Linked DNA regions of Mus musculus: all the other regions are linked to region 1. The links are chromatin contacts, called in public Hi-C and HiChIP or PLAC-seq maps. All regions are on one chromosome and are shown on one strand. The core of a region is the stretch at or near the end of the contact, and the rest is flanking DNA. Distances in the headings are between cores, read along the strand shown.

Region 1 (7,817 bases), core at 3,400-5,899:
CTCCATTTTTGTCCCTGCATTTCTTTTAGACAAGAATAGTTCTTTTAAAAAGAAATCATTCTGTCTACTTGTTCACCATGAGTCCTTTTGGAAAGATAACCACTTACATTGTTCTTTTTCTTCCAAAGAGAAAGAAAGCCATGTTCGGTGGAAGATTGCAGCTTCAAAGCTTCCACTCCATCTTTGGCTTTAACAAAAATAAATAGATAAAAAAAGGATATGAGTTTGCAAAGGGTGGAAAGTGAAAGATGGATATAGGAGAAGAAGGGGGAGTAGTGGGTGAATATGATTAAAATAAACTGTATGCACATATAAAATTTTCAAAAATAAAATATTATCTATATATTAATTTGAAAATCTCAAATAGTTTTCCTTTTGCAGATGTTCAAAAGGATATGACAAAGGATCCAGGAGGAAAGCATAAGCTAATGAGTAATTCCTATAGTGGGAAGTTTAGTCCAGCGGTATAGTGTTTGCCTAGTTTAGTATGCATGCAAGCAGGATAGGTGGGAGGGAAGAATGAAGGGAGAAAAGTGGGGAAGAAGAAAGAGACCAAAGGAGAGCAGGAAGGAGAGAGGATGAAGACGAAAGGAGAAAAAGAAGAGAAAAGAGTGTTATTTTTAGGTGAAATATTATAGGATTTGGGGGAACTGCAATCTTATTAATCAATTCCAAGGAGAAAGAGGTTGTCTGTAGAATCAACAACAATTAAAGTCTCCCTCTTTGGTCAAGAGTTTTGATAAAGACAGGATTAACTGTCTCACTTCAGTTGACACAAAGATGAGAAGAGATGGAGTATTTTAAAGATTTATTTTATTTTATTTTAAATAATATGTATGTATATAGGGTGGTTTATGTGTATACATGGGTGCAGGTATCTGAGCAATCCAGCAGAGGGCATCAGATCTCCTGGAATTACAGTTATAGGCAGCTGTGAGGTAACCAAAGTGGGTGTGAGCACTTCTGCTAGAGGAATATAAATCTTTATTAATCATTTTATTCATTTACATTTCAAATGATATCCCCCTTCCCAGTTCCCCCTCCACAAACCCCCATCCTACCCCCCATCCGTCCTCCCCTTTGCCTCTATAAGGGTGCTCCTCCACCAACTCCTGCCTCAATGCTCTATCATTCCCCTATGCTGTGGTAATGTACTTTTAATGTTGAGCTATCTGCCTAGTCCTAGCCACAATTTTGGGGAGCAATAATCTAGGAAAGAATTTCAGGACAAAAGAATTCTGGACAAAATGTGTGCCCTTCTTTGATAGAAATCTAAACCAACTTAATAGGACAGTTGTCTAGTGGTCATGGCTGGAATTTGTCGTGCAAACAGAGACAATCTGGCCCTCTGAATCTCATTAGTAGACAATGGTGACAGAAGCCTATCAAGCTGGAGGCCTTGAAGCTCCTCTGATACCTGGTTACTGGCTCACAATGAGAACTTTGAGGCATAAAGGATAAAATACAAAGGTCTTTGATGAAAGCTCACCTTAATATTGTCTTCTTGTTCTCTGCATATTCTGAAATGCATCAACACTCAGTGACTTCCTTTAGGCAGATGGACAGTGATAATTTATACCACCATGGTTTCCTCAGCCCAAAAGCCACTCTCATCTGCTACAGCTATATTCACACAGCAAAACAATTTCCTTGCTAAATAAATAAATAAATAAATAAATCTGTCCATTTTTTTCTTCCTTGATAGCAGCTATGCTTATCTCAAGGGGATACTACTGGCTTTTTGCTGCTGTGCCTACACATGGCATGAGTCCCTCCCAAACCTAGCTATAAATTTCTTGAGGAAAGACACATTGTACACATCTTTGTAACCAATAAAGGTTGTTAGAACACAAGAAATATCCAATAAGTCTCGATTACTTGGTGATGTGTCTTGTTAGGAAAGTGTCAAAGCTATGTGAGGGAGCTCAGAAAGCTGTTTGACTATTCTCTGGCTTTCTGCCCTGCCTCAGTCACCATCTGTGTCAAAGAAGCTCTAGCTGGGTGGAACATGAGAGGATTAGCACAGCAATTAAGCCATAGTCTCAGCCAAGGAAAGTCATGAAAAAAAAGAAGAACTTTAAATTCCCTCGAGCACTTAAAAACATAATAGCAAGTTGATTTTTCATTTTAGCTCCTCTTTCCTGGAGGATTTGTTTCTTACTCAATTGTTCCAACTTTTATGTTTTAAAATAATTTGGTACTCAAAAATCTTTAGAGGAATTATATATTTTTAAAAACCCTATATGCTGTTAATCCAGACTACCACTTCTCAAATTTTTTTTATTTTTCTTCAGACAGAATTTGAACTCAGAATTATCCTCCCTTAGCTTCTCAGTTACTAAAGTACTTGTGTGCTCTACTGTGACAGTCTCCTTCTTCTTCCTCCTCCTCCTCTTCCTTGTCATCTTCCTCCTCCTCTCCCTTCTCTCTCTCCTCTCCCTCCTCCTCCTCCTCACCCTCCTCTTCCCCTACCCTTCTCTCCCTCCTTCTCCTCCCTTCTCTCTCTCTCCCTCCCCCTCTCCCTCCCCTCTTTCCCTACCCGTCACCCTCCCCCTTCCTCTCTCTCTTTCTCCTTTTGTTTCCCTCCCCCTTTTCTCCCTTTCTATATTTCTTTTTCTCCCTTTGTCTCCCACCCCTCTCTCCCTTTCTCCTCTTTGCCTCTCTCCCTCTTTTCTGCCCTTACCTCCCTCATGAAAGAGGTAATAGTAAGCTGCCAAATATTACACAAGCATTTCCTAAGAACAAGAACACTGACTTTGTAACAGTGAAAGGCATTCATTTCCATGTCATTGGACATTTAAGAAAAACATTACATTTGACAACAACACAGCATTTGTAATTGGCTAACAGATTATATTTTGATTTCACCAACTCTCCCAATAAATATCTCCCTGTCTCTTTCTTTCAACAGGTTTCTCTGTGTTCCCTTGGTTGCCTAGAACTCACTATGTAGACTAGGCTGTCCTGGACTTCACAGAGATCTACCTGTTTCTGCTTCCCAAATTCGAGGATTTAGAGGCATAAGATAGCTACATGTCTGGCTATTAATAAGTTGTAATAACAGTTATTCCTGGTCTAGGATCTAAGTTAAGACCACATATTATATTGTGATGCTGTGTGCTGTGTCTCTTCTTGTTCTTACTTGGGAATGGTCCCTAGTCCCTCCTGTTTTTTTTTTTGTTTGTTTGTTTGTTTGTTTGTTTTTTCCTCTCACTGGCTGTGAGTGTGTGTGTGTGAGTGATACATATGTGGGCACATGTGATTGCCCACATATGCAAATGTAGAGGAGAGGTTGGGGGTAGACTGTCAGTGTCATCCTCTAATTTCTCTCCAAATTTTTATTTAATTAGCGTTTCAATGAACCTGGAGCCCAGAGTTGCAGCTGGAAATTCAGCTGTCTTTGCTTTCCAGTGCTGCAGTAACAGATAATCATGGCGGCTCCCAGCTTTAGATATGGGCACTAATGATCGGATCACAGGTCTATATGCTTTCTCAGGCTGCCCTTTACTCACTGAGTCATTTTCCCAGACCAATACTAACACTTTTAGAGATTACTCAGCACTCATTTTTGTATACAGCTTTAGAGGTTGACTCCTAAGCCTCATATATTTTAGCAATTAGATTTCATTTACACATCTTGGCCATAAGCATTCCCAAGTAATGTCAGCACATCTCATTAGGAATCACCTGTTATCAGTTCATTCCAACTTCAGCATTGTTTTCTAACAGATAATTTAATGAACACAATCAGAGAAAAAGGGACTTTGCACTGATGAAGTCTGACACCACACTTTATCCAATTACTCAAAGTTAGCATTACTAAAAGCTGAGGTTTTTTTTTTTTTTTTTAGATATTATTTAAAAGTAGTTCAGTTATTTTAACAACTTATTTGCCACCCATGAAAAATAACACATTATGAGAAAATGCATGAGAAAAGTGACTTTCATGTTTGTAGGAATAAATATTTATTTGACACTCAGAGCGTAATGCAGAAAATAAATTTTGTTGATGTTCAATTAACTCTGACTCCTTACTAATAAATGTCTCGCTATCAACACTTGCATATTCCTAAGGCCTGTGTGCAGATGAAAAAGCAAGACTAGCTGGAGAGACGGCTTAGTGGTTAAGAGCACTGACTGCTCTTCCAGAGGTCCTGAGCTCAATTCCTAGCAACCACGTGGAGGCTCACAACCATCTGTAATGGGTTCTGATGTCCTCTTCTGGTGTGGTCTGACAGTGTACTCACATATATAAAATAAATAAATCTTAAAAAAAAAAAACACAAGTAAGCTGACCAAGATAAATAGATTCTAATTCCATGTTCAATACCAGTTCTCTTCTGTCTTTGCCTATTTATTCAGAAACAATGGCAACATGGTCATACATATTGGAAAATCATTGAATGAAATGATGATGAAAGTCATAGACTAATTCTATTGTTAACACATTATTAAAATAGTAATTCAGAGACAAAATATATACAATTCCCTGGGATTAGAAAATTGAAGTGAAGACTAAGGTCCACGATAAAAAAAAAAATTCATTTTTGCTTTGCATAGTCACAGACTTCTAATGAGTCACATAGGCTGATGACCTGGATGCAAGTATTTTTTTAGAGCCTAGCCCCAGCTTGCAAGCTCTAACACCATTTTTCAGAGAAAGCAGGAAGTTGTATTTCTCTGTAGCTATGAACATAAAAGCAACTGCTATATATAGTACTTTAAGAGAAGCCTCCACAAGCGAGTCAAACTTCCTTTTCTTAATAATTTTGAAGTTCTAGATAACCTTTCTTTTTGGCGGGAATCTCATTAAGCAAGTTTTCATAGTAGATGGGAGGAAATGGAGGTCAGGGTGACATATATAAAGCACTTTCCACAAGGAAGATGTCATGTGGAGCCAGACAAGCAGAGGGAGACTGCAAAGCCATTTACCCATTTTACTTGAGCTGGGTAAATGCGATTCTCTTTCTTTCATATTTGGTCTTCAGTGCAACTCACCTGCATGTGTGAAGCTAGAGAGTAGGAAAAGATGTTTTGTAGTTTGCAATATTGTCTATTAATGGAAGTCGCTAACTGATATTTTAGTTGACACCCAATTAGAGAGAATATGGATGGGTTGAAAAACACCTTTCAAGGAGACTAAGCCATGAACACGGACAAACTATTGGAGTCTGGGGTGGGGTAGGGGAATGATTTGCAACGCCTAATAGAAGTCATTAACAGAGTATGTAATCTTTTACCTCTTTGCCCTTCTGAGAGGACATTTCCCCTCATTTTCCTTCTTGTCTTTCCTCACTTCTCCATGAGGTAGTGGAGATCTTTGGAGTAGAGCTCAGCATCTCCTTTCACACACAGGGCAGACAACAGATAGGGACTTAGACTCTGCAGTCAAGCACACTTAGATTTGAACACATGTCCTCCTTTTGAAAATGTGTGTGATCTGAGGCAAACAAGTGTCCTATTTCTTTATCTGCAAAACTGAAACAGGATAACGGTCTCACAGAAATGCATACAAAATTCTTAGACATAGGAAGCTCTGAGAATGCCTCCAATGCCTGTTATTCTTACTGACTTTATCTACACTGTGGTGGCTATCATTATCGTCTCCAACACCACGGTCTTCTTTAATCATTTTTGAAGAGTAAAACAGGAAGTTCATGGGTTTGAAGATTTTAATATCTTACTAAATTGTCACTTCGTCACTTTTTATATGTTTAGAAGTATATCTTGATCCATTTCCTTAAAGGAATTTGCTTTAAAAAATTTTATCAAGAGACTTATTTGATAGAGATTTTTTTTAATCAAGAGAGGATGTGAATTTGCATGAAGGAAGTACTAACAGGAATGTCTGTGCATCCCTACCTCAACACCTGGGCCAGCTGGGCCAGCTGGACCCAGGTAATGGCCTAAAGCAAACTAGTTAGGGAATCCCCTAACTAGGGATTGCCACCTGTGGCTTTTGGCAATATACTGATTAGTTTCTGCTTGCTATAGGGCAACTATGCAGTGTTAAGCACTGTGCCTTCCTTATTCCTAAGAATATAGATACCATTTTCATAATACTCTCTAAGCCCTAGGTTACTCTATCTAGACCATAGATGCCTCTAGAATAGGCTTTGCTGATCTGTGTGTTTTTAGGTCCAAGTGCATTGCCTTGCCTGGTGTCTAGAAGAAAGAATTACCGGAATGATGATCTGACAACTCTTACCTTATCTTTTCTCAGTCTCATTTTTCTGTTCCTCTTTTATCACAGAAGAGTCAAATACACTGGAATAGAGTCACCAATGTAAATAAACTCTCCTAAAATGTGCATGCAAACACACACACACACACACACACACACACACACACACACACACACATTCAACCAGCAAAGATAATCTGTTCAAGAGGTAGTGGGATAATATGATTGTTATTATGTTTACAATCTCTCCTCAAAGGAGCATGTAATAGCAATAAGAGCAATAAGATTCAGATGGACTTTAGGTCCTCAGCCCTAATATGGTCTTTCTAGTCAAGGGCTTGCAACTCTTTCTCGGTGTTCTTGATCTGGGGAAGCCCCAGGCAGGTGATTTACCACAGAGAACTACCCTGTTTCCACAAGAAGGATTGCTTGCATTCTTCTCTCAAGCCTTTCTTGGTGAAAAGTGCAAACACACCTCTTCCTTGTCATTCACAGATCTCAGGGGTCTTCCCCTTTCTCTTTCTCCTAACCCAGCTTTAGAATGTGAGTTCATTTTGGGCATTAGTGAGATGCATATTAATTCTAAAATAAAAAGCATAGTCTATATCTAATTGTAAATAGATGAGTCCTCCATGTTGCTGTATTGTCTTTTGTCTCCTAGATTAGTTTTATTTTTCCCAAACGAGAAATTAAAAAGTGTTTGCTTTGAGGCTAGTGGATGGTACATATTAGGTCTAGGAACAGAAACATGTTACATATTGAGATCATGTGAGTGTGCATGTGCACTTGGGAAATAGATAAAATCTTTGTACCGGGCATCATGCAGCACATTATATAATACTATGTCTGTCTGTCTATCTGACTGTCCATCTGTCTATCTGTCTGTCTGTCTGTCTCTCTCTCTCTCTCTCTCTCTCTCTCTCTCTCTCTCTGTGTGTGTGTGTGTGCATGCACACATTCATCTTACTCATCTTTGTGTTTCTCTCTGTGCTGATCACTATCTCATGAATCTTTTTGGCAAAGGAAGGTAAGTTTAATGATGGAGACATGTTGTGCATGCCTTGACAAAGGTTTCTTTATTTTTCTTTATTTTTTATTGGTTATTTTATTTATTTACATTTCAAATGTTAACTCCCTTCCCAGTTTTCCCTTTACAAGCCCTTCCCTCCTGCTTCTATGAGGGTGTTCCCCCACCTATCCACCCACTCCCTAGCATTCCCCTATACTGGGGCATCGAGCCTTCACAGGACCAAGGGCCTCTCCTTTCCCATTGATGCCCAACAAGGCCATTATTTGCTATGTATGCAGCTGGAGCCATGGGTCCCTCCATGGGTACTCTTTGGTTGAAAGTTTCTTTTTAAAATTGAATATCATTCATTTGTCTTGTGACAGATTGACGCATGGAAATGATGCACCTTGGGCATATGCATCTTAACTGTTCTCTCCTACTTACCCCAGATATGCCCAACTATTCCTTCCCAACTCCCCAAGGTATCCATTCCCAGTACTCTCTTCTCCCCACTTCACACTGTCTCCTTAACCCCCTGATCTCAGTGGGTTCTGGCTGTTAGAATGTAGACCCATTGTGTTGGCTTGATCATTTGCAGTGAGTTCATGAGTACAATGTCCACAT
Region 2 (7,817 bases), core at 1,956-4,455, 700 kb after region 1:
TTGACACATATGTGGTTCAGTGTTTGCCATGCCGCCTGCACTGGCTTAATAAATGGTGATAGCTGCTAGTTCCATGCCCATTCAGCAACTGTCTTATTTCTCAGTTATGGTTCTGTGTTATTTCTTTCGGAGCCTGAGCCCACCATCACCCTCTTGTAAGGGCAGGAGATGAAGAGAACCACCACAGAAGGGTTATTCTAGAGAGTGACCAATCGAAGCAGAGAAAAGGAGCTGTGAGCTATGCAATAAGTGAAAGATAGCTGTCACAGAGGAAGAATGGGGGAGGGGGGGCTAGGAAGACATAGTGGGGCTAAAAGCTGCAGTAGCCCCTCCCTGAAATGACTCCAGTCACCACTCCAAATCAGGCAGGTCTGTGAGCATAGCTCCAAATACCCTATCCAGTAAGCCCCCACTCACCGAAAGCATAAAGAATTCTCTCCAAACCAGTGGTTCTCAACCCAGTACTGAGACCCTTTAATACACTTCCTCGTAAAACTATTCCCCCACCATCATAAAATTATTTCATTGCTACTGTAATTTTGCTACTGTTATGAATCATAATATAAATATCTGATACGCAGGTTAGCTGATATTCAGCCAGGGGGGAGGGGGGTGCCCCCATCTATAGGTTGAGAACATATGCCGTCTGCCCAGCCTGACTCAACTCCAGCCCCAGTCTCAGCCGTAATGCTCAAGCCCTGTGGAAATCCCTAAAGTCTGTTTTTCTCAGGTGGAGGAAGGAGGACTGAAGGTTTTAAGGGCATAAGAAGCCAACGACAGGAGAAAGTCGCATCACATACACCTCCAGCCCCAGGAGAAAAACTTCCTCCTTCGGCTGACCCTAGCTTCCAGCTTGACCGTCTCCTAAGCATATACCTATGGAAGTCATAAGCCTCACTCTCAACTCTAGAGTGGAGACACACAACCCTTCCAAAGGAGTGCCGGACTGAATTACGCAGTTGTTCCAAAGGACCATGCTCACATCTATGTTCGGTGGGGCTACAAGGAAACCACCGTGGGCCACCCTCCCACCAGATGAACTCTGCTGCAGCATAAAGTCGGTGTACATCTAGGGTCTGTGAATAACAGCATATCATAAACACAGGACTCTGTATGCGTGGAACTTTTAGGCCTGCCTAGAAGTTCATCATGGGAACACAAGACCAAGAAGCCCATCCCAAGCAGACCCTATGTCAAGTTCCACTTTGGCAGCTGAACGGTGACCTGAGCATTGTGACCTGAACATTGTGCTAGCTCCTACTGGGGCTATCACTCTCCTTGGGGCAGCCTGGCACTACAGTTAACATCCCTGGATTCTACCAACCTTGTAACCCCTAAGGAGTCAAGATTCCCCGTCAGTCCGATGTAGAACCAAAAAGGCCTCGGTTGTCAAATCCATTACTCTCTCCCTCTGGCTAACCATTGCAGACTTGATGCTCAGCCTGCCCATGGGCTGCAGGAGCTATGAACCTTAACCTACTGTCCAAGCCGAGCCACTGCTTACCCGGCTTGGCTTAGAAACAGAAGTTTCTAAAGGAACCAACACTCACCCTCCCCAGAAGCTGCCCTGCTCTGGCATGGTCCTGACCCTGTGCAAAGCATCAGGCACATATTCAGCACATAGTGCCTGTTGTGAGCCTCAACACCAACCCTGTGACAGAAGAGAATACTAACTTCAGTCATGCCAAAGAGAGAAGGGAAGGGAACTGGATTGTCACTGGCCCTGAGTCACATAGGGTAGTAGAGATTGAAACTCAGAACAGCCACCTGCTGACACACATGGTACCAAACATCTGGTCCCGTGGTGTTCTCCGCTCTTGGCATAGAGCCAAGAAAGGATTGTGTCTATCTTCCCTATGGAACTGCCAGTGTCTTAATGAATTAACCATCACATCTTCATTTATCATCCTTGTAGGGTGAGAGGCCAGTACCAGGTATACACTAAGTCTCAGAGACATAGTCATCCCCCTCAGGCCTTGGCCTTCGAGGTATTTAGGGTCTAGACAGAAATAAGACCCTTCAATCAGTAAGTACCCATCAACATAGGCAAGGGTAGCTCCAGAGGGGATTTTCTTTTTATTATTATTTTAACTTAGAGGGGCTGGTGAGATGGCTCAGTGGGTAAGAGCACCCCGACTACTCTTCTGAAGGTCCTGAGTTCAAATCCCAGCAACCACATGGTAGCTCACAACCATCTGTAACGAGATCTGACGCCCTCTTCTGGAGCTGTCTGAAGACAGCTACAGTGTACATCCATATAATAAATAAATAGATAGATAAACAAATAAATAAATAAATCTTTAAGAAAAAAAGAAAAAGAAAGAAACATTAACTCGAACAACTTCTATTTTTTGTCTTTCTCCCACAGGCGCCCAGCGTCATACCAGACACATAGACAGACACGGAAGACAGCAGATCTCTTCCTAGCAGCCACATCAACAGACAGCCCTCAACCAGCATCCAGGACAGCTTGGTGTAAAGACAGGAACATACCAGAAACACTGCATTGAAAGGAGATGGGTCTTAGGGGCTTACATTTTAGAGGGAGCTCCAGGTAGCCCGAGAGATGACAACAAACATTCTCATTGAGTCAAGGGTAGAGATACAATCCTCTTAGTTTCGGTCCTTGTTTTCAGTGGGCATCCAGGCTGAAGAATCCATCCAGCTACTTGTAACATCTCCAGGCAAGCCAGGTGTAATACTCCGGAATTTGTATCCACCAGAATTACTCCCCAGGAAACTGCATCTTACTGTAAATCCACAGGGTTCAGGAAGTCTCCAGAGAGGTCCCAGCAGACACGGCCTGCTGATGGAGGGCATCTTCTTACCGTAGTAGAGTTAAGAAAATCAGACCTGAGACAAGGGAGAAGAAAACCACTTTGGCACAATCACAGACTACAGTAGCAATCAACAATTCTTCCTTATATCTGACCCTGACCTGTCCACAGAGGAATGTGCTTAAAAAAAAAAAAATATATATATATATATATATATGGGTGAGTGGAAGGCCTAGGGGTAAAGGAAGGGTATGGTGTGGGGAAAGCCTTCATCGACGGACACTGGGTCCCAGTCGCTAACCCTCCAGGCAGGAGAGCCTCAGAGTTGGCTGGGAGGAGAATAGGGCCTGCCTGAACCAACAGTATGGATGAGGGAGAGAGAGCGTCAGTCTCTGGCTTGCTTTGGCTGACAGAAGGCCAGGCCTGGCACCCAGCCAAGCTCCCCTGCAGGTCTGAAAGGTCCCAGCAGGGAGCTACTAGGCTTAGAGGCTTAGGGGTCAGCTGGTCGGAAGTCAGGCTTTGTTTTGTTTCTTTTTAAAAGCAACCACAAAAGGCTGGCCTGGCTCCAAGTTCTGCCCTACTGCCTGAGCTGCTTCTCCAGGACAGGGCCTAGGGGCTCTTACTCTTATTTATTCAGCTATTCCTGGGCCCTTCTAGACTGGTCCAGCTACTAAGCTGGTCTCCTCAATCCAGTGTTTTCACATTATCCTAGAAACCACAGAGGCTGGGGCCTGACCTTCCCTAACCACCTAAGAGCGCTAGTGGCACTTCGCAGAGCATCTGTCATTCATCCCACTAGAAGCATTTCCCAGTGAAGTTCCTAGAATATTGGGGGGGGGGGGGGCACCAGGGCACAGACAGTAAGTGTGATGCACTATAGGAAGAGAACAGCAGACGCCAGGTAGGCAGTCACCTGTCTTCCCAATCAGAGGCCCGATCCAGCATCCTGCATTACCTTAAGAAGAGTACCTACCCAAGATGGCTATGATTAAAATTTTAGACATTTCCTACATATACAATCTCATTTCATCGACACATACACACACACAGGGAAGGAGGGAGGGAGGGAGAGAGGGAGAGGGAGAGGGAGAGATCGAGCTATGAATTATAAATGGTTATTATTTGGTTGCAGAATTTGAGGCCCAGGGTAGCAACCAGGGGAGTCCAGCAGCTGACTCTCAGACCTGGAGTCCATTTAATCTCTAAGAGGGGGAAGAGACATGCAGAGGAAAGACACAGCTGTGGTTCTCAGCACAACCTCAGTTAGCAATAAGGGGGCAAAGACATAGTTAAACATTTACAGAGGCCAACAGACAAATCTCAAGCCCTGAAGGAAAGTTTACGTTGCTGGATCAAGTCCGTTAAAGTTCTAGGACCTGAAGAAGAATTCTCACATGACTGGGTGAGCATTCCTCTCATCAAGGGGTGGTTCCTGACCAAGAACAGAGCCAGTGAGGATGCTCAGGAGAAAAGATAATTCATCGTACTCTTGTCTGTCAGAAAACATCAAGGCGGGGCTTGCCACACCAGGGCTTCAAGTGTCTTCAACCCTGAATGTCTGTCTCTCTAGAAGGGTACAGACGCTATAAGATAAGCTTTAAAACCACACGGAGAATCCAAGGAGCAATGAGCACCAACTGAGTCTCAGCGGTGTATAGCACTTACTGCAAAGATCAATGAGGCTGCAGAGAGCGGCGGACAAAGAAAGACCACAGGAATGTGTATTTACCATGACACACACACACACACACACACACACACAAAAAAAAAAAAAAAAAAACCTAAATAAACCTCTCTGTGCTCTTAGAAGCCAAGACAAGTGGTGCAACAAGCCTGGTGGCATGAGTTCAATCCTTGGAACCCACATACAGGGTAGAAGGAAAGAGCCAATTCCACAAAGTTCTCCTTGGATGTGTGCATGCACACACAAATGAAGAGCAATAGTTAATTAAAATAGCAAAAGAAGAAAGCAAAACTAAGTTACACTGAGTAACTGGTGTGGGAGCAGACCTTCTGAAAGGGGTAATACTCTGTCTATCCAGGTGCTTGCTGGCTCCACATCTGACTGTGCATGTGCCCACTTATGTGCTTGAGCTGCTAGTGTGCGTGTGTGTGTGTGTGTGTGTGTGTGTGTGTGTGTGTGTGAAAGAGGGCTTACACTTTTTAAGACTTTCCTGGGAAAGTATACCACGGGACCATCAAGACATAGAAACAGGCCCTCTGACTTGAGAATGGGCATCTACAGGGGCTCCCGGACTCTCCACACCATCTTGTCACAAGCTGCTGCTGTCAGCTGGCCGTGCCTGGAAGACATCCAGGGGGTGGCTTCATCAGGAAGCAAGCTCTGGCTTTGTGACACAGAAAATTGCCCCACGAGAAAGCACAGCCCCGGGGTCCTTTCTCTTGGCTGTGCCTCTTTCCTCTCTGTCTCCCAGACTGTCAGGCCCAAATGTGTCACTTCCTTTTTGACCACCCTCCCTCCTAGGTATTTGTACCAGCTGACGCCTGCAAGCAGATACTGATGAGAACCGCAGGCTGCTTCAGTGTCCTACCCACCAGCAATAGAGCAAAGGGCTTTGTGTCTGAACTCCCTTGAACACGGGTCCAGGGGATGCTTTGCAAGCTGCAGGGGTAACACAAGGTGCTACAGTTAGCAGAAAATGAAGCTCAGAAGTCTTCCCCAGTACCCATTTTGTGTCCCAGTGTGTCCCCATTCTTCCATGACACTACATATAAGTACACACACATATGAGTGTCTCACTCCCCTTCTCTAACTTCTAGAACTGTCCAACAATATCAGTCTCCAACCCGGGAAGTAGAAGTCCATCAGAATGCCTGAATAACGAACGCAGCCCACGGACCACAGTACTGACTGCAGGGGCTAGCAAATGGTCCTGGGAGGGAAGGCTGGCCCAGCCTCACTGCCTCCCACAAATACCCCCTCAATTGGAAAATTACAGCCTCTTAAACTTGACAATGAAGACATCTCCTTTCCTTCCTCCCTGACGCACAGAAGCAGCAGTCATGGAGACCAGGTACTTGTATGCCAAAGTCTAGGTCTTGTCTACACTAGAAAGACATTTCAGGGTCTGCTCTCAGACAACACTGTAACTATCCTTCTGTAGACAGACTTCATTTTCCCTTCCTTTCCTTTCTTCCCCAAGCTGCTGCCTTAACAGAGATCAGCTGTTTCAGGATGCACAAGCTTTCTAGCACTGGCTCCTTCTCACACTCAGGGAATGGAATATGAATTGGGTCAGGGACCCAATAAGCCAGAGTGTGAAGACCTTCGGGCCTCTAGCACATCCTTTGAAAGTATGTCTTTGAGGCACTGAGAGATGCTGTTCCTGGATTCAGAACTGGGTTTAGTTATTGGCACAGCATCTGGAATTCTAGTTTTAAGGGATGTGCCACCCTCTTCTGACCTTCACTCACACTAGGCACACACATGGTACACATACAAACATATAGACAAAACATCCATATCCATAGAATAAAATAAAGTTAGGAAGGAAGGAAGGAAGGAAGGAGGAAGGGAGGGAAGGAGGGAGGGAGGGAGGGAGGGAGGGAGGGAGGGAGGGAGGGAGGGAGGGAGGGAGGGAGGGAGGGAGGGAAGACAGAAAGGCAGAAAGAGAAAAGAATCTCTTTGGCCTGAAGAGATGGTTCAGTGGTTAAGAGGACTAGTTACTCATTTTGTGTTCTTGTTTTTCGAGACAGGGTTTCTCTGTGTAGCCCTGGCTGTCCTGGAACTCACTCTGTAGACCAGGCTGGCCTCGAACTCAGAAATCTGCCTGCCTCTGCCTCCCAAGTGCTGGGATTAATTTAAAGGCGTGCTCCACCACTGCCCACTGGTTACTCTTCCAGAGGTCCTGAGTTCAATTCCCAGCAACAATACAGTGGCTCACAAGCAGCAATAATAGGATCCAATGCTTTCTTCTGTCACATAGGCATATACATTGAACATTCATATACATAAATAAATTTTAAAACTTTTATCTTTGTTCAGTTAAAAACAACAAATGTCCCCTGGGTTCATCTGTTGAGATCTACAAAAAGGACAGGATGTAAAACAATGCACGCAGAGCCACCATCACCCTGGACAGCTGGGACTCCCGTACATGAGGCTCATGCGATGCTTACATGGACTCACTGGAGTTTCACAAAGGGTGTGAAGATTTACCTTGGTCTTCAACCTAACCCACCGAGGAGCACCAGGAAGATCATCAGACCACATTTAGAGTGTTGGTGAGGGTGTGCACAGAAAGGATTAACTAAGGGAGTGAGATCCGCTTTGAGCGTGGGCATTTCCATCCCAAGGACTTGGATCTGTGTGGAAGAAATGGGAAAGGCAGCCTGGAGCAGGCATCTGCTTTTTCCTGGCTGCTACTGGCACGACTGTCCTGCAGCAAAGGGCCAAAATGGACTGAGCCCTCTGAAACAGTGAGCTAAACTATCTCTGGGATGGCTACTCTTGGTTGTCAACTTGAATATATGTATCTATATATATACATATTCATTCTATAAGTTCTGTTCCTCTAGAGAACCCTAACTAATACAAAACCCTTCTCTCTTTATTTTTTTCCCCCTTGGGTATTTGTTCATAGAGATAATAAAACTGACTCCCACAAAGGGTTTGGTTTCCTTATTTACAGGACTGCTCAGATCAGAGTGGGCAAGAAGCCACTGCAGTTCCCAGGGGGTCTCCACGTCTTAGCCTAGGAGAACAGATCCTACCACCACTAGAGAAGCTGGGAAAGGAATTAGGACAAACCTCAGTGCTTAGTTCTCACCCGGCCACTAAGAATCTTGAGTATGAGAAGGGCTCAGAGGCCTCTGGGCCACAGGAAGTTGAGGAAGAAAGTAGTCAGCTCCCTGCAGGCTGGAAGGAGACCACAGGCATGTCAAGAAAGGGAAGGGTTAGTATAGAGCAAAGAGGATGAGTTACTTCATCAGACTCTCTGCTTAACCGTCAGGTCACAGTGATGCTACCTCCGAAAGCTCACGTCCACCGAGCATCATGGAGACTGGAGGCCTCGCACA
Region 3 (7,817 bases), core at 2,749-5,248, 670 kb after region 1:
TGTATCCTGCACCTGGCTGAGATGGCTTTTAATGTGTCCTTTGTCCAGTCACTTCAGACCATATTCTATCTACCACACACTGCTCCTTCTGATATCTCAACAGATTGCTTCCACGGAGCATCTCTGCTCCATCCATACCTCATCAGGGCACAGAGCCCTAACTTATTTCCCTACACATGAGGATCCTTTATTAATGGTTGTTAAATGAGGAAGGGTGGGATGGGGGAAAGTACCACTGAAGAGGTGCTCTTTCCGCCTCAGTAACCATTGGCTTACAGAGAGAGGAAAGCCATCGCCTCCAGCCCCTCATCCAACAACAGAGACTGTAAAAGTAAAAGGCATGCCTGTATCCCACAACACCACGGCTTCATCCTTGACATCACCCCTAACAAAACAATGCACCTGTCACAGGAGGACCCTTGGACAAAGCAATAAAAATGGAGTTGGAATTTAGTTCATGTCCAGCAAAGCATAAATCTTTCTGTTCTGCGCATTATGGTCTTGCAGCTTCCAGAACAAATGACACCACTTTTTAAAAGGGTCATTTTCCTCTAAACACTTGAAGAAAACAAATGTCAGAACCCCAACGGGATCTTCAATTTGAGTTCATGCCATCTGTCTTGCTAGAGGCTTTCAAATATATGCATTTGTGAAACCACAGGACATAACTGCAAGGTAAGGCTTTCCTTTATACCCCTAAGCTGTCCACACTCAGGAGCATCTCCCTTTATCAACTGAAACAGCTCTGCTCAGGGGCTGTGGATAGGGATAGGGTTGTGCCTTTTGAAACCATGGAACATCATCTGTAGTCAAGAAGACATATAATACAATTTGGCTCGCTCCACCCCAAAATGGGACATCCTCTGGGACCTATAGCCTACTAGGCCACACTCCCTCTGTGGAAACCACTGTTTTTAATTTTGCTCACAGGTGACTACAACTGCCATCACTGGCAGTTTGAACTGAAAAAGCTGAGGTACACTATTTCTGAAATGGCATAAGGGGCCAACACAGGTCATTGGATTCACCCTACCCCTGCCCTATATAAGGACACCCTTATTCTCCATATGGTTTCATTCCTTGAGCATCCCATCAGAGAAGTCACAAGTAGAGGACACAAAGCCGGTGATGTCCAGCTGGCTTCAGTCTTGAGGGGATGAAGGTGCCTTAGAAGAAGAACCAGAACAAGAAGTGGGTAAGAAGAAACTAATGGGCTCAGGTACAGATGTTCAAGCAGCTGCAAGCCAGACACAGCCCATAAAGGGTCATGATTCAGGGTAATAAAGAAACTGGGATTCATATCGTACCTCAGTCTTAGTGAGAATCAAAAGTACCTTTCCTTTCTGAGCTTTGAGTTTGGCCTCTGTACATTACAGATGATAATGCCCTAATATACATTTTTTTAATTAGATGACATGGTCAGCAATCTTATGAATTGCCGGTGAGGCTGCTATTGGTGGGGCAAGCAGGTGCAATGTATCCATGGAAGCAGGATAAATATCTTAAGGAAAAGGAACTGAGTCAAGTGATGTAAGGTAATTGTATGAGGAGGCTACAGAAGACAGAATTGAGTAGAGAGGTGGCTGGATCTGTAGTTACAATGGGAACTGGGAGCTGGACATGTATGTCTTCCTCTACCTGAAAGCCACTTTCTGTGTCAAACTCTCCAAAGGTCCAAGTCAGTGTGCATACAGAGATGCCTTTTCTCAGGGGCTCTGTCACTAAGAGAATCCGTGGCCAGCAAGGTGCCTGAGAAGAGATTACTGGTTGGGTGGTCGCTAGCTCGGCAAAGGTGAAGCCAAGCCAGATGATGCAATAAGCATGGTCCTGTGCAAGAATTGGAAGCAAACGCTCCCATTCCAGGGAAAGCTCCCTTCCCAATGTGGCCTGTTGCTTGTACACCAGATGCATGATGGAATTCAACAGGCCGGAAAGGATGCAGCAACACAGCTAACCCACACTGTCCCTGCTGGTCTTTGAGGATGGACTGTCTCTGAGGAAGGAGCAATGTCTCCAAGCCCAGCACATGGGATGAAAGTAATGTTCATACAACAATAATCCAGGTCCAGAGAGCAACCAGTCAGGATCAGAGCAGCCAAAGAAGCCAGGGCGAGTGAGACCCAATGCAAGGAGCATTGGGGTGTGTCCAACTGAACAGAGCAGAGGCCTAGCCTGAAGTGTTTCTATCTGGAAAAAGCAACCTTCCTAATTCTTGTCTTGTCTTGACTCTTCACTCAGCACCCACCACCCTGAAGAGCCACTTGCCCGCATTTCACAATATGTCCTCGTGGCCATGGCACCCAGCAACACTGTTCAGAAACATCTCATGGCTGGTGAGTTGAGCTCTGGGTCAAGCTTATCCAAACTAGGGCATTGTAAGCACACATGCTGGTTGGTCACTCCCTCCTCCATGTGAAGGACCTGGCTGTGATGGTTGTTCTCATTAATCCTAGGAAGTAAGTATTGTGATCATCACACTTGCCAGGTAAGAAACTGAGGCTTAGCAAGATACAGTACCTCCCAGGTCACACGGCCGGAGGCTCTGTGTCACTAGGCCATCATTGCTTCACCTTGTATGTTCTACATAGGCCAGACGATGGACTTGTGTATGATTCTGATAGCTCCCGGCTATATTGACTGGAGACAAGGCATTTTGTCTCTTTGAAACTTCATTTACTCCTTTACAACAAGAAATACAGGATCTGTCACTCGCAGGCTGAATTCATACTGAGAAATGAATGAAAATGCCTACCTTGGGGTTCAGCACACAACAGATACTGTCTAGAAATATCTAGAATAGAAAAATTGAAATATAGAATAACTAGAATAGAGAATAGAATATCTAGAATAGAAAAGACTGACATGTGTACACATGCATACACAGACAGACAGACAGACAGACACAGAGACAGACAGACAGAGATACACCTAGCTGGCCTCTCTGAATAGGCATCAAATTAACCTGTAGAAGAACAGTGAAGACAGGTGAATGTGCTGCTGTCCATGCAATCAACGAGCTAATAGGCACCCCTGCTTACTTCCTTCTTATTGGGGAGGGGGTGGGGGAGACTTAAATGAAGAAAAGAAAATTTAAATAGGGACAGTTGGATCCCAGCATATGCAGCATATGCAGAAGCAACAGCAGCACAAACAGAACAAAACTCCAGCCCTGCCTGCCCCAGAAGTGACTGTCAGTCAGTCCTACCCCAGCACTGCTTCTCCAGGGAGCAGCTGGCAAGCCACCATCACGAAGCCAGCAGTCTGTATGTTGCAGGCCCACAAATCCCAGCTCTCAGGATACGAAGCAGGGAGGATCATTTCACAGTTATCCCTCGACTACACAGTGAGTTTGAGGCCAGCCTAGGTGACACGAGATAGGGTCTCTGAAACATAAAATGAATTGAAAATCACTTTAACTTTCCCCACATCCCTCAAGAATAGATTCTCCCTCCCAAGAAGGGAGTCCCCATAATTTCAGGAAGCATCTAAAGACTTTTAAACCTTACAGAGCTCGTAAAGACAATAGTCCAGAATTTCCAGCTCAAAGCTTGGGAGAAACATTTGCATTTGTCTTTTCCTCAATTGAAATTCTCAAGGTAACTGAACCAAGGCTGCTCATCTCTCCTCTCTTTCTCTAGAATGCCCATCGTGACGGCTCAGGGGCACCCTCAGGCAGCTTCCCTGCCACTCAGATCTCAGACACCCGAAGCAGCACAGGGAGGTGGTATTCCTAGGAAATCTGTGTGACAGAAGCAGGAAGCAGGGCAAAGTGGCCCTGCCGAGTTTTCCAGAGGAAATGAGTCAAGGGGTGTTATGCAGTCACACATGGCCAGGCGAGGAAACGGCATTGTCTGGGGACCAGCACACAGAGCCTTATATAAGGGGCACCCTCTCACTTTCTGGCTGTGGCCGTATTTGGGGATTGGCAGACCCATGAGAAGGGGCACCTCTGGCCTATGTAAACAAGAGCTGCATTAGGGTGGCAGGCAGAGGTCTGGGTGTGGATTCTCACTGGCTCAATGCTAGGGAGGAAACTGACTCACATGTCTTCATGCTGAGCCACACACTGGTTAGGCTGCTGCTCTGAGGACAGACTACCAGTCTCCATCTGCACAAAGTATGCCTTCAATACATGCCAATCTGGGTCCTAAGGAAAAAACACGGTGCCACCCTATCACAGACAGAGAAGTAAAGCAGAAAGACACAGGGTCCTAAGGCTGCAGGAAAGTCTGGCCAGGGGTCCCTGGCAGTGTAGGAGAGGAAAACAAATGGCTGGAGTTCACAAGACATCTTCGAAATGAGCACACCTTCTCACAGAAATGAGACATCTTCGAAATGCCCCACAAGCAGCAAGCACAGAGAGACAGGAAGTCAGAAACACAGCAATCCTGCTGCATGAACCAGAGTGGCCCCTTACCACATTGAGCAGATTCTACAAATCCAACGGAATCAATTCAGTGGATGCAGCCCTTGATATAGTACAGAAGAGGAGAGAGAATCAGCTGCAAAGAAAGGGATTCTCTGGAAGGCCGCACGTGCAGACCAGCTTTGCAGCGCCCACACATACATGTGCAAACACATACACCTTCTTTTCAAAAGCTGAAGCCAGGTCTCTGGCTGAACTCAATCCTCCATGGACTTTGAAGAATCAGCATTGAAGCCGCACAGTGCTTGTGTGCGCCTTTAATCCCAGCACTGGGGAGGCAGGGGCAGGTGCATCTCTTGAGTTTGAGGCCAGCCTGCTCTACAGAGGGAGTTCCAGGACAGTCAGAGCTACACAAAGAAACCCTGTCTCAGAAAGAAAGAAAGAAAGAAAGAAAGAAAGAAAGAAAGAAAGAAAGAAAGAAAGAAAGAAAGAAAGAAAGAAAGAAAGAAAGAAAGAGGGAGGGAGGGAGGGAGGGAGGTAGGGAGGGAGGGAGGGAGGGAGGGAGGGAGGGAGGGAAGGAGGGAAGGAAGGAAGGAAGGAAGGAAGGAAGGAAGGAAGGAAGGAAGGAAGGAAGGAAAAGAAAAACAAACAAACAAAAAAATCAGAATTGAAGCCAGGTTTGTTTGAGGTTTCATCAAAGGGAAAAAAAATTCAGAGAGTTTTAGAAAGTTGGAGGTGCAGGACAAAATATTTGGTCCCTGTGTCATGTTAGCAGAGAACCTGACCTCATGCCTCATCACTCCTGTGTGCTGTGTATGAGTTTCCCACCTCAAGGACCCTGGGAGAAGTCTACTTCAAGGTAAAATCTAAGGCAGACACTGATGTGTAACTGACATCTGTCAATTCCCGCTCAAGCTCACAGCTATCTGGATTTCAGTTTCGGAGCCCGTCCCCACATCTCTGCGGACTCCTTCCTTCTGGCCCTATTCCAGCATCCTGCCTTAGCTCTCATGATCTTGCTATATCAGCCCTTTTTATCGAAGCATGGCTCCCCGTGTGAGCTGTCAAAAGCATTTCCCCATGACAAGCTCATACTATGTACCTTTATTAGCCCTTTTCCCTTTGCATGATTGCAAAGTGAGATACGAGACGGAGAAAGTTTCCTGGAAGAAAGTCCTTCATCTATGTCAAGGGTGATAACAACCTCCGTTTCATCATTTCTAGTGGGACGAGGCAAGATGGAGGTTGGTGGTTTATGGCTTAGGGAGGGATGGGGCAGTCTGCTGGTCTTGAGAGCCACTAGTTGCTCTCCAGCCAAGTAGAGCCCAGCATCATCCGCCCATGCCAGCTTTGCTTACAAATAAAAAAGGAGGAAAGAAAACCCTCACAGTTTAGCTTCAAAGGACCTTTCATGCCTTGCCAGGCCTCTGCCTTCGCCTCACCACGCCTCTGTCGCAAAGTACAATACATATGTTTATCTTGCTTCAAGCAGGGGTATATTAAAATACTTGAGGATTTTCCCCTCCTAACACTGGCATGTTGGCTCCCAGCGGCTGCACAGCCACATAGCATGAATTGCAAAAGCAGCCGTAAATTACTGCCTTTGCAAACACACAGATCTTTCCTGAGGTTGCAAGGCGCATCACTTTAAAGGCTGACTTTCTTCAAACTTCCAGGAACTGAGTGGCTCGGAGCCCATCTATTTAAAGGTCAGCCTAGCCATGCTGTATTTGGAGGGCTGCCTCGGACACAAGCTTATTCTCAGTCCCTGCTCCACAGCCACCACAGCCAGGCAGGCGATGAGCAGCAGTGTGTCCCCTTTCAAAGGATGCAGACCACGTGGCCAGACTCAGAGGCGCGAGGCAGGAGGCGGGTGGAGTAGGTAGACAGGGATGAACTGGAGGTAGGAAATGATTGGTTATCTCCCTCTCATCCACATGCACTGGAAGGGAGGGGTAGGGGTGGGATGGTGGTGATGATTCCATGGTTGAATCTCAAAACTGAGCAGAGGACCCCGTGTTCAGGGGCATGGCAACCCTCTGTCCTTGTTTGGAGCTCAGCTATCTAGACCCAGAGAGTGCCTTAGTGTTGCTTGTGGAAAGCAGATCAGGACTTCCTTGAGATCATCACGGTTGGAGATTTAGAGGGGTTATTAATTCTTGCCGTGAAATAGTACCTGGGATAACATTAGGGAAAAATGCTATTTTCTGCTTGTGGTCAGTCCATTGTGGCAAGATTGTAATGAAGCACACAGCTCATGCCAATGAAGAAAGAAAAGGACAGAGAGACACACAGAGAGAATATGCTGGCTGGCTTCTATGGAGTCTAGGCCCACAGGCTAAAGGATGGTACTGCCTATCTTCAGTGTGGGTTTTATCCTCCCAATTATTCCTCTCTGAAACACCCTCAGAGACACTTTCAAGCCCTGCTTTATTAACTCTACAATGGTTTTTAATCCAGTGAGGTTGACAGTGCAGGGCTGGAGGGATGGCTCAGCGATTAAGAGCCCAGAGGTCCTGAGTTCAATTCCCAGCAACTACATGGTGGCTCACAGCCATCTGTAATGAGATCCAATGCCTTCTTCTGATCAAGGGGAAGGCTGGGGTCAGGATGCAGACAATCCCCAGGAAGAACTATCACTCATGACAGGTATGCTGGGCTAAGTGATCAAATGAGATTCCTCTTGAAGACAGGCTAGGGAAGCAGATATCACCAGGGTTAGAGCAAAAGACAAAGAACCAGTCAGTTCAGTTATGGGAGGAGAAAGGATCCTCACTAAACTGACCCAAGAGTCTACAGAAGGGGATGTCCCTTACCCACCAGCTATCACCTAACACCCATCTCTCTGCTTAAACTCTGCTGGTAGATTGGCCTATGTCGTGCAGTAAGAAAACTGCTACTGGTTGAGCATACGCAAAGGCCCTGGGGTATATATGGGAAGTAGCCCGAGGGTTTGTTCACAACATCTAGGGAAATTGTCACTTGTTTGAATTCATTCAGCAAGCAAGGGAAGGTGGTTGATTGCAAAGTCCCTGTGGTGGTTTGAATATGCTTGGCCTAGGATGTGGCACTATTAGGAGGTATAGTCTTGTTGGAGGAAGTGAGGCAGGCACTTTAGGGGGTGGGCTTTAGGGCCTTTCTCCTAGCTGCCTGGAAGCCAGTCTTCTTCTGTTTGCCTCTAGAACAAGATATAGAACTCTCATCTCCTCTAGTGCCATGCCTGCCTAGATACTGCCGTGCTTCCTGCCATGACGATAATGGGCTGAACCTCTGAACCTATAAGCCAGCCACAATTAACTGCTGTTCTTATAAGAGTTGCCTTGGTCATTGTATCTCATCACAGCAATGGAAACCCTAATTAAGACAGTCCCCACCTGACCCTAGAACATGTTTTTCTGCTCCACAGCATCTTCCACCCCCTCCACCCATGCCCAGCAGCATAGTAAAGACA
Region 4 (7,817 bases), core at 1,567-4,066, 560 kb after region 1:
ACACCAAACAATCTAAGATTCAGAAAGTAGCCTCCTTTGTATTTACAAAATGAGCAGAAATTTTTAATCAACATAGATGCTTATTAGCTTCACTACTTGAAGGTTCAGAAGATGGGTCAACTCCAGCTTATCTAGACTACAATATATCAATCGACCCTTCTCAAGTCATCAAAGGACATACTAAAGGAGTCATTTGCAAAAAGCAGGTTTGAAAAAGCTACCTGTTACGTGGTTCCAACCATGTGACAGTCTCAAAACTATACACAACTATAGAGATAGTAAGAGGAACAATGGTTGCTAAAAGTTGAGATATGAGAAAGAGGAATGAATACCTAAAGAACAATGAATTTCTAAGGCAATGAAAATTTTTCTTATAATCCAGTGATGGTGGGTTTACAACACTATGCATTGATGAGGCTCTGTAGCCCATAAGACAGGAGTAATGACCCCCCAGTGTAATGAACCTTTGATCACTCATAAGGGATTAATACTGCTATATAAATTTTAACAAATGTAGCACTGTAGTTCAAAATATTAGTAACATTTAGTAATATGATAAATACGATAGGGTGAGGGGAAAGGACACCAGGAGCTCAGTGGTTTTTGTTTGTTTGTTTGTTTGGGTTTTTTTGACATTTCGAGACAGAGCGTGTTTGTATAGCCCTGGATGTTCTGAAACTCTGTAGACCAGACTGCTCTTAAACTCAGAGATCAGAATGCTGGGATTAAAGACATGTGCCACTAGTGTGCAGCTTTCAGTGGATTTCCTTATAAATCTATAGCTATTCAGGAAAACACGTTCACTAATTAAAACACAAACACTCATACACTGTGACAACATTCACATCCTTTGATCTAATGGCTAGACTTCTGTCATGAGTTTTGAGTATAGAACATTCTAGAAGGAAAATTTTTTTTACATACAGGAAGGAAGAAAAAGCTAAGAAATTACGGATTTTTTTGCTAACAAGAATTTGGATAAAAGAAAATTTCAACATGTAGTTGACAAGTTATGGAATAACCCAGGCATTGCTGGCAGAAAACAAGGGATGGGGGAAACTGAATGGCATCTATGTGGGTTTGGCTGTGGAGGGGCTATAGAATGGCAGATATCAAGTTATATAAAACAATTGTTCATATATTACAAAGGACCATGGGATTATAAATAAATAATGTTTTTTGTTTCTTATATTTTCAATATACTACTCAGATATGTACATAACTATTGGAGGTCTAGGATATAAAGAGCAAAAGGAGAGAAAACAAGAATAGGTAGTAAAGCTGGAAAGCTTAAGAATAGCAACCTTCACCTCATTTTTTAAGAGGTGGGGGGGCAAGGAACCCTTGCTTTTCATTCTTTAAATTTTACAAATTAGGGAGAACTTAGTCACAGCTGGAAGCTAGATGGCGGAGGACTGCTTATGCGAAACCAAAGTGAACCATCTGAAGTTCAGATGTTTGTTGGGGACAAAGCAAAGTCACCAGATGTGCTTCCAGCATGCAAACATCAATAGGAAGTGGACATCCACTGAGTGTGAGAGATTAATAATGTGCTTTCTGGCCCAGTCAACCTGCAAACCTCTACTTCTCCTAATTCCTTTCAGGGGACCTTCCGTCGGGAAATACATGGGAGAAAATGGAAATCTCTGCCTGTAAGTGTAGCCTGTCTACAACTTGAGATCTTTCCCATTGGGACATTTCTGATGGAGGAGAGGTATGCTACTCACAGAAGGAGACTAGAACAGCTGGTGTCAATCAAGCTCAACCAGTGCTGTGTGTGTATGTGTGTGTGTGTGTGTGTGTGTGTGTGTGTGTGTGTGTGTGTGTGAGCCCCAAGTGCTATTCCTTAGGGAAGCCCCTCGAAGAAAGGAGGTTTTTATAAGCTCAATTTAAGAGGTCAAGGGATTTAGATCTGAGTTTTCCCTACATCAAGTTTTTCCCATCAAGGATCTAGGAATCACAGGGTAGGTTGATTTATTTGTGAAAGTTTACAGGTTGTGAATATACATGGTATAAGGGCTGAGAATATGAATATGGAATGGGAGGAGACAGTTGGATTGATTGACGTACAAAGATATTCGAATACACGTCATGAAAGTCAGATATTAACAGCAGCAAGCATTCCATCATTCTCTAAGTCATAGCATCAACTGACCATGTACACATTGCCAATGAAATCATATCTATCCCCTTTGTCCCATTATGTGTATATCTCTTCCAGTTATCTGTAACTCAAAACCTCTAAAGTTTTGTGACAGAGTTTTGCCCTGTAACCCAGGCTTGTCTAGAATTCTTCACCTTTCTGCCCCTTCTCCCAAGTGATGGAATAACAGGTGGGTCCCATCACGCACAGGAAAATCATGATTTTAGTTTGTTTTTCCCAATTAAAAAAGGGAAAGGAATGGGTAGAGCACCTATTGAATAGCATGCTTCCTAGTGTACCCAGTTGGTAGGAAGCCGAGAATGGAAGAGGTTTAGCTATGTGTCCATAGCATCTGTATACAGAGAAATGTACTGGTTCATTCCTATAGAAATCTGCTCAACCCATAGAACACACAGGAGTGGAGGCACGCAGAGCCCCCAGATATCATCACAGAGTTACATCTCCTATGTATCTTTCCTTCCTCCTGACTTGCAACCACATCATCTACAGACTAAGGACCAGTTTTCCTGACAAACGGCAAGGCAAGCCTTCCCTGACAAGGCAACCCACCTTAGGCATATGAAGAACTGCTAGTGACCCTTGTGGGCCTGAGCTACATAGAGGGGGAATACCCTATTACTTAGGTTTCAGGATAGAAAAGCCTACCCAATGAGTCATAGTGGTTTAGAATTTCCTCTGGGCCATTCTTGTGGCTCTCTGTAGGGCTTGGGATGTGTCATCAAGGTCTAGAGCACCTGAAAATTCTCTTGTGAAACAGAACCTCCTGGGCTTTCGTGGTCTCTCAAGTCTTGTCATAGACTCATGAGATGACCTATCTGCAGGTGAGGGGAGACTTGAAACACAAGGTGAAATATTCCCAGTGGGTGTGGTTTTACAGTTTTGGTGTTATTTTGCCAAATATTTTACCCTTCACCATACCAGGCACATATAGGTCCTATCTTTGAATCTTCACATTTGTGTGGAGTGAATCTTAACATGGAGTGGCTATGGAAGCCAAAGATGGGAGAAGGATGATGTAACGGAAGAGACTAGTGAAGCATAGGCGATAAGAAAGTAGAAAGGGAGAATAGCAAGAATAGAAAGATGTAAGCAGAGATGGGGTGAGACATGGGGGAAATGAAGAGACAGGAGAGGTGAGAATTAACCAAAACAAGTGTATGCAAAAACCATATGGAAACCTCCCACATTAAGTCAATTCCAAATACCTTTAAAAAAAAATAAAAAGGTTACATTACCTATGACTCGAAAATGCTGCTTTAAAAGCAATGGGTTGCTAAAAGCACTATGACAGATGTGAGATCTATCACTAACTATGTGCTGCTTGTTAAGGAAGCTCTTGGCATTGCTACTGGCTGCTCACCAGAACTAGTTAATACCATTGCTGAAGACATCACAGACCACAGTTAGGAGATAAAAAGGAGTCAAGCTGGAAGTGAGGTGGGAACTTGCTCTCTGTTGGATGTCTTTCATAGTGCGGAGGAAGGCTGCTCTGCCAGCTCCTGAGAAAGAGAAGACAGCTCTTTTACCATCTGTGACCCCTATGAATCTGCCTGTTAAGATGCACCCATGTGGTACAGTAACGGTATGACGGATACGGTGGTAACCAAGTACTCCCTGACTGGACTTGAAACCTGCTTCATAGAAGGACCATATCACTCAGGTCTTAGGTTACACAGGGAACTTTACTACAATTATTTCATTAAAGTGATATGGAGTCAAGCTGCTTTTTAAGCATGCACATGCACATGCATGTGCACGTGCACACACACACACACACACACACACACACACACACACACACTCACTAAAAGACAAATGGCATGCCTGTCCTTAATCAAAGAAGTTTCCCTTTGCAATGAACTGTGGTAAATGCACAGATTCTTGCTTTTCAGAGGATGCTGAGAACACATAATTGTTGAGTTCTCAGTAGAATAACAACATTGTCCCCCAAGGTTCAGAGAATGTCCCAGAAGATGGTGTGAAAAGAATGTAAAGCCAGAAGATACAGGTAAGGGTTGTGATTGCTATTGTTTGGGCATGACACACACATTGCAATCATGATCTCACAGCTGCTGTGGTTGCCTACTCTGGTCCTTCCAAAACATGGCCTATCTATCATCAGTCAATCATGGATACATGAGAGACTCCACGGACCATATCCTACCCTGCTGAAATATTGGACACTGGTAGATTCCAGGAGAAGAGCAGACATTGTCTTGAGTAATGTACCCACAAGTGGACCCACCAGGCTCCAGTGGATAGTTGGAAATTTGTGGCTACACAGACACAAAGACAGAACTGCTTAAACAGAGTGGAGAACCTACACAGCAAAGGAATCCGCTCATAAGTCCGCAGTTCTCTGTGTGGATGTACACATAAATGCAAAGGAGAGGCCTGCAAAGATGGGCTCCAAAATGGTGACAAATTAGTCCCTAAGCAGAGATGACGATGAGGCAACAACGGTCAGCAAAGATGCGTGAAAAGCACCTCCGCCTTCTTGAAAAAGTTCTAAGATGAGCACACTCATTCAATAGTTATATAATAAAACACCGACTTTTAAAAAAGGAGAATATAGAAGTTGTACTTTGAGAACTCATCCATCCATCTATCCATTCATCATGCAAGCATTGATTCTAAGGTAGACATGTGACGGGAGACAATATAGTCCTGGTCCCCAAGCTGAGGTCTTAACTTTCAGGGAAAGAGAGTATATCGGGAAGCATGAGCTAGGCTACCTCTCTGTAGTTCATGAATTAAAGAAGACAGAGTTAGCAATACAAAGAAAGTGATCTCAGGCCAAAGATGCCTCAGAGGGTAATATACTTGACTTTAATACCTAATGACCTGAGCTGTATTCCAGAACCCACAGCGGCAGAATTTGATCTCATCTGTGTTGTGAGATATGAGCGTGTGCATACACACACACATACACCTCACACGTATACACATATACTTGGATATGCGAAAACAGAAAAAAAATGAAAAAAAAATCCATTTTATGAGAAATGTAGCCATCAAAACAGGATCTCAACTAAACTCTGTCATGGCTGCCATTTTGAAATAGAATAATTATGGCCAACAGTTAGCAGAACAAATCTGTGCAATTTGGAAGGAATTCTCACTGCCTTTGGCTTTAGTTAATTTGCCAAGAGATACCATGATATAAATAAAGGACAGCTCGCAGTTTCCAAATATTTGATCCTATAAAGGAGAGGGCTGCTTTCTTGCTTCATACATTGTGTCTTTGGTTGTTTTTTATTAGCACATAAGGCCAGAGACAGCAGGCTAGACCAGGGATGGCCACTATCAAAACTGCTGCTTTGATTTGGGTTTCTAACAACAGCTCATGGGAAATCTGCACTGTAAGAAAATGATAGCTATACAAACCTCCAAATAGTAAAAACATGAACCATTTGAACTGAATTGCCTAAAAGCTGAAATTGAGTGCAAATAATGCCTTGTAGCAATGGCTATAATTACCCTAATGGGATCCTTTGAAGATGGAGGCAGTTCAACAAGTGAGTTTAATTGAAAGTAAAATTTCTAGACTAATATTCCATCCAACTAAATTGAAAGAGGACTGCTCAGCCAATGACCAGAGCCCTGTAGAAAGTATTGAATATGGTGGGAGATGCCTAGGAAGGGGAGGGAAATACCTTCTTCACTCTTATCAGGATTTCTAGGCACCTTTCCCAGTTTCAGGAATCTTCTGTCTTCTGCAGAGCGTCTCATTCTCTTAGGGTCAGTATCATGGCTGGATCTATCACCTGAGCAAGTCTGTCTCCTACAGGGGTAAAAAAAAAAAGTCTGAAAAAGGAATCTAGACTTAGAAGATCAGGAGAAAAGCCACTAATCATCCAACACCTTATCTAGTATCATCTCTGGGCACACTGCATTCTGGCAAGTGCACACTTACCTACCAGCTCTGCAGAACTCAGCTGTCTTATAGGATTGCCTCCGGCATGAAGACTTCCATCTTTGCTATTTATCGTCTGTGTGACATCTGCTGAGTTACTTGGCATCTCTTAAGTCAACGCTTCACATCTGAAAAATTAAAACAGGAGTACTGTTATCATCACATATCCCAGGACACTGAGGAAGTTGAGCTGTGTACACACTCACTTGGTGCTCTAGACAGTGTTAGACACCATGTGAGGAGTGTTGAGTAGGGAGACCAGGGTCTTCTTTGACACTAGAATAAGTCTGTGAACAAGCAGCATCCTTGAGGCCTTGGAGCCTTTTATTTACAGAATTCAGCTTGGCACGGGAGGTGTTTAATGGGTCCTCCTGTGTCTGATATGAGTCTTCCCCCAGGTATATGGTTCTGTATCAGGTGATCACCAGAAGTTGAGTAAGTCTTGGAAGCATTAGTCTTCATGGTCAATGGCAGAGATGGCGCGCGCACGTGCGTGCGTGTGTGTGTGTGTGTGTGTGTGTGTGTGTGTGTGTGTGTGTGTGTAAAAGTATGGCTGAGAATGAATGCATTTTCCTGCTGAAGAGAGTCAGGATGCTAGTCCCTGTAATACTTTACCTCTTAAGAACCAGAGTGAGTAGGATGCTAAAAGGCTCATCTTTGGAACCAGGCGCTCTGGGCTTTAATTGTGGCTCTGATAATCAGAGGTGACTGATATTTGGTAAGTTGACTCCTCTTAGCCTTTCTGCTTCTCCACTTTTTAAAAGATGATAAAAAGTATCTAATATTTGGATGTATTCTAAGCCATTTATGTTATTAACCCACTGAGTACTTGAAACACACCACTATTATCTGTGGTATGCAAAGAAAGCCAAGGGATATCTCTGTGAGGTTACTTGCTTAAAGCCACCCTGCTAGTAAATGCCAGAAGTAAAATTCTTTTTAACTGGGCCTTGTGGATGCCAAGCAAGCACTCTGCTACCGAAGCCAATTCGCAGTCTGGAAGCAGGTTTCTTATTGGAACTTAGGTTTTGTCATGACACAGACAGACTCTTAGAAGACTGTCTGGAGACTTATGAGAACAAGGGACTGAAGCAGCCACCAAGCCACCTGGCAGTACTCAACAAACTTTAACAATTGGTGGCACTTGAGTGGTCTTCCCCTTTGGTCAGTCAGAAAATGCAAGGATTACCAGAGCATCATCCATGTGGTGGGTAGGAAGTGGAAGCAGCTACCTACAGAGATCCTAGCCCCTGACAGGTGTTCTTCCTTTCCTGTTGTGGCACAGGGCCAGAGTTGTGGTGTTCTGCCCTTGAAACTTTCTGTTGCATTCTCTCATTGGGGACATGCAGAAAACTCAACTTAAACAGCTATGGTGAAACAGGTCAGATGTCTGACTGGTATGAAGAATTTCTAAAGAACATTAGGTTTCTCAAACGAGCCAGACAGATCTAATCCCAAATGGTAACGGGCAGGTACCCCATTAACATATCACTTTTGAACTCCGAAAATGGTTAATCATACAGATGTGGGGAAGATTGCTAGCACAGGGAAGGCAGTGTGCACCTCTCAGAAATTGACCACAGTGGACAACTGATGCAGATTATTGGTTGCTGAGCAGCCTCTGCCCACTTGTTTATTTTATTTATTTATTTATTTATTTATTTATTTATTTATTTATTTATTTATTTTAGTAGGTTTGGGACAGACAGGGATGTGTTCAAAAGAACTATTTGATAA

What was found. HiChIP or PLAC-seq counts read pairs in DNA pulled down with a chosen protein or histone mark. Hi-C and Micro-C count contacts between places; a contact is called where the count stands out from the background.
Region 2: a contact with region 1 is called in a RAD21 HiChIP or PLAC-seq map of pro-B cells, with 8 times the contacts expected there. The contact joins two enhancer-like sites. A contact is called at or near these places in 1 of 15 datasets of contacts at CTCF or cohesin (pro-B cells), 1 of 484 Hi-C or Micro-C datasets (epidermal suprabasal cells) and 1 of 115 datasets of contacts at active chromatin or transcription factors (large pre-B cells).
Region 3: a RAD21 HiChIP or PLAC-seq map of pro-B cells shows a contact between it and region 1, with 6 times the contacts expected there. The contact joins two enhancer-like sites. A contact is called at or near these places in 1 of 15 datasets of contacts at CTCF or cohesin (pro-B cells), 2 of 484 Hi-C or Micro-C datasets (bone marrow-derived macrophages and embryonic fibroblasts) and 1 of 115 datasets of contacts at active chromatin or transcription factors (large pre-B cells).
Region 4: a contact with region 1 is called in a Hi-C map of regulatory T cells, with 3 times the contacts expected there. The contact joins two enhancer-like sites. A contact is called at or near these places in 1 of 39 promoter capture datasets (3T3-L1-derived adipocytes), 6 of 484 Hi-C or Micro-C datasets (CD4 T cells, Th2 cells, embryonic stem cells and 3 more) and 2 of 115 datasets of contacts at active chromatin or transcription factors (CD8 T cells and large pre-B cells).

Annotation. Positions count from the first base shown.
Region 1 is chr15:62,806,368-62,814,184 of GRCm38.p6, reverse strand. No RefSeq gene overlaps it. Among named protein-coding and RNA genes, the nearest start is that of Gm22521, 17 kb to the right of the region's middle. Within about 2 kb of position 4,649, at least 30 of the 459 cell types and tissues checked have an H3K27ac peak or open chromatin away from gene starts, as enhancers often do. A contact at or near this core is called in pro-B cells and regulatory T cells, where this site is marked.
Region 2 is chr15:62,102,184-62,110,000 of GRCm38.p6, reverse strand. The region is part of intron 1 of Pvt1 (Pvt1 oncogene); the gene reads right to left. Among named protein-coding and RNA genes, the nearest start is that of Pvt1, 68 kb to the right of the region's middle. Within about 2 kb of position 3,205, at least 151 of the 459 cell types and tissues checked have an H3K27ac peak or open chromatin away from gene starts, as enhancers often do. A contact at or near this core is called in pro-B cells, where this site is marked.
Region 3 is chr15:62,135,457-62,143,273 of GRCm38.p6, reverse strand. All of the region lies in intron 1 of Pvt1 (Pvt1 oncogene), which reads right to left. Among named protein-coding and RNA genes, the nearest start is that of Pvt1, 100 kb to the right of the region's middle. Within about 2 kb of position 3,998, at least 73 of the 459 cell types and tissues checked have an H3K27ac peak or open chromatin away from gene starts, as enhancers often do. A contact at or near this core is called in pro-B cells, where this site is marked.
Region 4 is chr15:62,240,565-62,248,381 of GRCm38.p6, reverse strand. Pvt1 (Pvt1 oncogene) reads right to left here. Exons shown (of 5, transcript NR_132747.1): 3 at 6,085-6,208; 4 at 5,821-5,948. Among named protein-coding and RNA genes, the nearest start is that of Pvt1, 210 kb to the right of the region's middle. Within about 2 kb of position 2,816, at least 27 of the 459 cell types and tissues checked have an H3K27ac peak or open chromatin away from gene starts, as enhancers often do. A contact at or near this core is called in regulatory T cells, where this site is marked.